2 separate regions of the Oryzias latipes genome follow, and region 1 is linked to region 2. Evidence: chromatin contacts called from public Hi-C data. All regions are on one chromosome and are shown on one strand. Each heading gives the region's core, a stretch centred on a gene start, on an enhancer-like site or on the middle of the called end of the contact. The rest is flanking DNA. Distances are from core to core; before and after follow the strand shown.

Region 1 (3,636 bases), core at 839-3,338, 110 kb after region 2:
GGAAAATAAGCAGCGAAAATAACTCATATTTTTCTTTAAAAAACGTTCTTCAGTGTGCCAAATGTTCAATATTTTCATTTATATAGATATAGTTTACTCTGAAAATCTTAAGAATAGCATGATATAGGCCCTTTAAGATGCCACCACTCCTGTCTACGGCCTTCTATGGACAACCCAAAAACCCGTAGCACTCGTCTATTAGGTCTATTGGTAAACCTTTATATCAGACACACCAGGTGTGTCTTCTTTCAGAAGCTGTATTTTCAAAACTTGACATTATTTTGTAATTTCATTGGTACTAAATATTAAGCATCAGCTAACATCATTCTAGTTTTATTTTCTGTTTTACCAGTGTAGAGTTTAACCTCTGACTTGATGTTGAACAGATGAGCAGCAGGTTTTATCTGCAGCAATCCTTACAAAGTCTTTGTCTCTGAGACCTGACAGTTGTGACTTCCAGTCCCTCCAGGTTTTCTGGGAGGATGGTTTGGGTTTCCACCTGCTGTCCATCCATCTGCTGTTTGAAGCCAGAAAAAAAGAAAAAAAAAGGCACAGCGGCTCGTTGTTCTACACGTGTCAGCGTGCATGGGAGAACTAAACCAATTCCGCCTTAACAGACAAAGAGCAGACAGGAAGAGTGCTCCCGGTCTGGCCTGAAGCCCCCCGCTGATGCCGCACAATGTTTATCTCTGTGAAGGTGCACAAACACAGGCTTGTTCCGGGTCTGATCCAACCCTGCCGATTGCATCTTGGAGCTGGCCAGCTCAGCTCTTCGGGGGGCCCCAGCCGCTCTGCTCCACCCACGACTCACCCCCATTGCAGAGCAAATTTAATTTGGAGGTGATGAGGACTGATAAAACCGGCAAAGAGCAAAAGGCACAGAGGGGGGAGGGAGGAAACCCAATAGCTGCTCCTGCACCTTTTCACCTTCTACCAACCCACGGATGCTCATCGTCTCCTGTTTCTGCACCCCCCATGTGCAGACGTGGAGGAAAAACCTCTTCTAAATACATTTTTCCTCCTTAATAAAGTTTGTTAAAATGCTGCAGAACTAAGCTATCTCTGTAAAGCTTCGTTCACTCCACCCACTGCAACACAAGCTCAGGCTGCCTCTTCCCAAGACAAACTCGTGTGAACGTATGTAAATGGCCGTTTCTGGATTCCACCTTTAAAACTCTCGCGTTCACGTGTAGCTACGCATATTTTTATACAAGTTATCAGCTATTACGTTAGAACAGAACAAGGTTTAAAAAAAAGAGCGCCATTGATATAAATGTTCATGAATGAATGAATGACAATGAATGAAAATGAATGAATAATATAAATGTAATATTTCTCTTTCCTCCAAAAATATTATCTCAGGTAAAATCAGATCTTCCTGGTTTGATATACTCAGTCCATTTTCTCCTTTATTCATATAAATTGATACTTTCAATCTTGAGGGTTGCTACGCAGGTTTTTAGGCCAATTTTAAGGCTCTACATACAAAACGCGTGGCGATAGAAAACGTGCTGAAAGTCAAACCAAGTTGAACTTTGACCAATCAGGGACGGTAGTAACGTTAGGATAATTCATGGAAGTGCCAACTTCTGGAAAACTGATCATGGAGGAAAAATTACTAACTGAGGTTCATTACCAACAAAAATTATGACACCAAGTCAATCTTATATCAGAATAGAGATGGGAAAGAAAAAACCTGGAACAAGATTTGCATGACTTTTATTGCTAATACATTTTGCGCCAAGCTTCCTCCAACTGTAGGTGGTGGACATGTGCTCGTGAACAGTAGAGAAAGAACAAGAAGAAGAGTCCCCTCCCTTCTAGGACCACGTTTAGTGCGTTCTTGAGCGTGCATTCACATGTAGCTTCAGGAGTGTCTTTACTGCTCCACAGCTCAGTAAATGGCGGCGCGTTCAAGCCCAGACCTTCAGTGAAGCTGTAACCGAGCGTGAATGGAGGCCCCGGTGGCTCTGAGAGCTGATGCGTGAACGCACACAGATGTTGGCTGCGCTCTGAATGGCCTTTATCGAATTAGCTGGAGACTGGAGGGAGCGGTGTGGAGCTGGAGGTTTTCACGGGTCAGTGCTAGCCTCCAGCCCTGCAGCCATGAGACCTCCGAGCCACCTGCAGCCGAGAGCGGCGCACTGCAGCTCCGCCTTAAGCCCGTGCGGCCAGCGAGGGTCCACGCTGGGGGGTGGGGGGGTCTGACTGGACAGTTGACGGATGCTTTGTATTCCATTACAGTGAGCAGCTACACTACACTCGCACAAACACAAGATCACACGGGTTAGGATGAGCACGGCCTTCCTCCCTGCTTCCATCTAACAGGCATCTTGTTTCCATGCCAGCCCCCTCTGCCAAACTGGGCACCAACCCCACCCTCATTCATTATTAAAGCAGACATAATTGTCGGGGGTGGGTGGGGGTGTCATCATTTACTAATGTGGAGACAATAAAAAGGCCCTTAATTATTCAGGAAGCAGGTGACCACCCCTCTGCAGCGGCAGATTTCTCCCATGATGAGATCACGCTCCCTGAAACACAGGAGGGCGTGGGCTGCCGGGGGAGGGGGCGGTCAGCAAAGGAAGTGATGGGGTTGTGACCTGCTGTTCTGCTCACCTCAAAAACCTGTAAACCACTGTCAGTAATCAAGCTGGTTTTCCGTGTGTGTGTGTGTGTGTGTGTGTGTGTATGTGTGTGCATGTGTGCGTTTGTGTGGTTGCAAGTGCAATCAAGTATCTTTCATAATTAAAAATAAGCTAGGACTAGTGGTTACTCAATTTACTCAGAAAATTTTCTACTAGAAAATATCTATGATCCAATAGGGAAAAATATAAAAAGAAATATTTCATTAAATCAAAGTAATAAATCAATACCCAGCTTCTAGCATTCTGCTATTTCTGATCAGCAGGAACCCAACATGAGTAAATATGAAAAAAGCATGATTTTAAACCTCAACAGGTAATGTTTTAACTCACTGCTACAAAAGCTCTGGCTGCTGGCTAACACTCTCAGCTTGTCAGATCATTTCGACCCATAGATGAGCTCAAAATAATAATGACTTACATACAGTATTTTTGTCGTCACAGCTTGACAGCCAGAGTTGGAATGCTCTCCCTTAAATTTTTCATTTCTGTTTCCAGATCTGGAAAGTGCTGAATTTGTTGGTATTTCATCAGTCTAGTGTGTGACAGTTTACCCATTATCAGCGTCACAAATTACCCCTCTCTAAAATCAGATTTAATCATCTGACACAGATAGTTTCGTCATTAAAAGTGGCTGGTTACAATGACTTGGAGCTCACTATGCGCTAGTAATGTTTTCACCTTAAATCTAGTTGCACTTCTATAGTAACTATCCTAAACCAAGTTTAAAATATAGTCTTAAATAGCCACCTTCTATCAAATGAGATTCATTTTGATACACAACATCAGCTGTATGACCAGACCATCAAACTTCACCACACCTCAACAGCGACCAACAAGGGACGATAACCTCCCTTTGCTAATAAGAGGTAATGACCCATGTCTGTCTTAGAGACTCCATCTACGGGGTGATGAGGACCAAACAGCATAGCCAGCAGAAAGAAGCTGCGTCTAGGGTGACCCGGTAATTACTGTTAATTGGTTTAGCGTT
Region 2 (3,463 bases), core at 76-2,575:
TATATATATATATATATATATATATATATATATATATATATATATATATATATATATATATATATATAAATATAAAATTGATTGATGACAAAATTGATAAATACATTCATGAAATGACTTTGATATGCCAATCTAGTTTTTTCCCCACTGTCTTCTCCCAGCAGGGGAATGGTCCTGTGAAATGTCCTGTTTGCAAACTTACTGTTCAAAACGCAGATTGCGGATGTCCCCCTGGTTTATCTTGACGATGCAGTCATTTTCCTGGAAGAGACGCTCCAGCTCAGTTTTCCCGCCGGGCTCCAGACGTCTCACAAGCAGACCCTGAGTCCTGAAAATGATTACACAAGCGTTGCAAGTGTCTTTTTTAGGACTCGTTCAGGCAGAAATGGTGACATTTACAACTGGTTTTGTTTCCACAATCTGCACGGAAAGATAGTTTCGACACAGCCATTGACTATGAGAACTGGCCTGAGTGAGTGTGACGTCACCCGCAGAAAATGGTTTACTTTCAGCATTAATCAAATGAAGTTAATCAGTTGCCATTTTTTTGCCGTACGGATGCTGCCATTTGGAACCAAACAATGTGAGTTAGTGGAGTTTGGTCCATCAGAGTGATTGTTTCTATGGCAACCACTCTCACCATTCAGGAGTGAGCTTGTCAGAAGGCCACACCCCTACCACTTGTAAAAGGGCTACACAAAATCTGTTAATCAAACTTTTTGAACAACTGACTTGAGACCACCTACTTTGATTGAAGCGTCTGATTGCCCAGTTTATAACTTGAATAACTCCCACAACATAAAACATATGAAAAAATAATTATGATTAGCAAGAAGATCTTTGACTATTTCTCAATATAAGTCTATGGAATTTTGGCTTCACTCAGTCCAGTTCTTCTATACAGTCAATGGACACACCTAAAGTAAGACAGAGAGATTTGGGATATTTTGGGCATTTTCAATTTTTTTGGAATGGAAAACTGTTGATGTACCAGTGCCTGCATACTACATCAGCTTGCAAAGTTTTCCTATTGTGGAAAAGTTTACTTTCAACGCATGAGCTTGGATAAAAAAAATAAAAAGCTGACTTTAAGCCTGTACGTCTGTCCTTCTTCCCTCTGCCTCACTCTCTGTGAGCAGGTCTGATCGGCAGACTGTCTGAAATAATCCAGCGCTCGCAGATCATCTTTTGGCTTCCAGGAGAACGCTACAGTTGCCTTCCCCCGAGCTTAAGATGAAGCCGACGGTGCTGTAATAAACACCACAAGCCATTCAAGCAATCCGTTCAAAAGAGCCAACCCCTACCTTCAAACGCCCCCCCCTCCCTCCTTCCATCCCCCTTTTAAATAGCAACATCAGTGAGCTCCTTTGGGGCTTTAGCTAGGCCCTACGGATAACCGCATGCAAAGAGATGTGTGCTCACACAGCAGCACAGCAAAACCACACTGAACACTTCCAGAGTGATAGACCTGAGGTAGCAGCTTGATTTTTTTCTCTACAGATGTTTGTCCTTCTAGCTTACGCTGACAAAAAGTTTGGAAGATTATTCGAAAAGGGAAAAGTTGTGACGCAAAAATACGCTCCACTCGGACTGAAAGGCTTCTTAAGCTACGTTCACATTGCCCTTGGCAACGCACGTTTAAGCGACCACTTTCATTGAAGTCTATGTAAAACTTTTTAAGACAATTTTAGGGCTCTACGTAAAAAATGCGTCGTCACTGAAAACATGGGAAAAGTTAAACCGGGTCAAACTTTGACCAATTGAGGAACTCGGATTTGACATATGGGTGGTGCTCTATGGATGGCTGACTCACAGGTCGCGGAGGGAAGGTCTAAGAAATGATAACCAGACTTTTCTTTAGCCACCCACTTCCACAAGAGAGATTTCACTCGAGAGACGTAGTCTCTCCAGTGTGCATCGGGTCACGACCTCGTGGGACACGCCCAGACCACCTCTCCTGGGGTCCAGGAGGTACCCCTACCAGTCAGCTCAACCTCAACCCCAACCCTCTTTCAATGAAAAGTCTGCGTAAACACACGTAAAACAAGTTTCGGCCTTCTACAATCAGAACTCGCGTATTTTAGTCATTACGCATTTCTATGGCTTTACAAAGAAAAGACACGGCTATTGACCACGCATTGAAAGTTGACCAATCAGGGACTCAGATTTGGTAGTCACATTTGGATGGCATCCTTTTTAACTTTTACGAAAGTGCAAACTGTTAAAAACCTGATCGTGGGAGAGAAATTAATAATTGGGATTAGTGGGACAATCATACATAATTACATGACACCAATTCTGGACTGGAGCAAGATTTGCTCAGCTACAACACTTTGCACAGGCTCTTTCCAACTGTAGGTGGCACATATGCACTAGTAAACAGTAGAAAAAGAAGAAGAAGCCCCTCCCTGCTTGTCCAGTGTGAACACATAGGCTAAACAAGTATTCAAAAGAACACATTCTTGGATCGGCATCCCAGGCCCGGAGTGTTGGTACTCTTACAGTTCTTCGGGTGCAGAGAATGACACTGGCGTCCTGACCCTGTTTACCACGAACACAAAGACTAGATTTCTGGAGCTCTTCAGCATTTGCAGGCAAACACGGACATTTCCAGAACATTGCTGTAATTGGCCACCTGATGTGGGCGTCCACGCTCGTTTCGGTTCCTCGACAGGGGGAAAAGGCGAAGCAACGGGTTGAAATTAAAGATCACAAAGGAGCTCTCCTCTGTGTCTGATCCTGCATTAGCGGGCCGGCTTAAGGCTGCTGAGCAGAGAGTAATTGCAGATACAGCGTGGGTTGACATGACTGTTTATCTCTGAATAGAGGGGTTGAAAACAAGGAAGATGAATATTACAGCGCGTCTAAACCCTGATAAGTGTTCCTAGCCGAAACAAAGAGAGGTGGGGAGAGAGATCTTGTTAAGATTTCAAAAGATGTGGAATGAACACTATAGCAACTTTAAAGTACAACTAGCTCAGTTCTCTACTGACAAGGTTCTCAGAGAAGTATGGAACTCTAAAGGACATCTTTAAAGAAGTCTCTTTAAGAACCGGGACTTTGTAAAAGAGTCTCCCCAGACTCTATGTCCCATTTTAACCCCGTCAATGAGAATCAGCATCCTCCCACAAGTCTGCAGTTCTACTCCACCTTGTGGCTGCAGCACAGAGGAGCTGATTTGAAGGAGGCCACCTGCTCTCCTCCACTGACTTTAATCAAATAATAATTCCAATCAGAATCCATTTATGCGAGGCAATTACAGCCGGAGTTTGTTTACAATTGAAACTAGCCACGGAACTGGACGTTCATTAAGCTGGGAGACTGTGTGCAGAGCTCTTGAAAGACCCACTCTGATGAAAACCGTGTTTTTAATATTTCTTATGGTGTTTTTCTCATGATCATGAGTATTTCTTTAAATTGCTGTGAACAGGAGTAGACAAAATATCCTGTTTGATCAAAGATT

Evidence for each region. A called contact is a pair of places that touch in the nucleus more often than the background predicts.
Region 1: a contact with region 2 is called in a Hi-C map of embryo, with 1.5 times the contacts expected there. The contact joins two enhancer-like sites. A contact is called at or near these places in 2 of 5 Hi-C or Micro-C datasets (both in embryo).

Annotation. Positions count from the first base shown.
Region 1 is chr20:9,004,258-9,007,893 of ASM223467v1, forward strand. All of the region lies in intron 2 of LOC101161760 (partitioning defective 3 homolog), which reads right to left. Among protein-coding and RNA genes, the nearest start is that of trnaw-cca, 34 kb to the right of the region's middle. Within about 2 kb of position 2,089, at least 1 of the 8 cell types and tissues checked has an H3K27ac peak or open chromatin away from gene starts, as enhancers often do. A contact at or near this core is called in embryo, where this site is marked.
Region 2 is chr20:8,894,891-8,898,353 of ASM223467v1, forward strand. LOC101161760 (partitioning defective 3 homolog) reads right to left here. Exons shown (of 23, transcript XM_023950354.1): 7 at 203-328. Among protein-coding and RNA genes, the nearest start is that of trnal-uaa, 53 kb to the left of the region's middle. Within about 2 kb of position 1,326, at least 1 of the 8 cell types and tissues checked has an H3K27ac peak or open chromatin away from gene starts, as enhancers often do. A contact at or near this core is called in embryo, where this site is marked.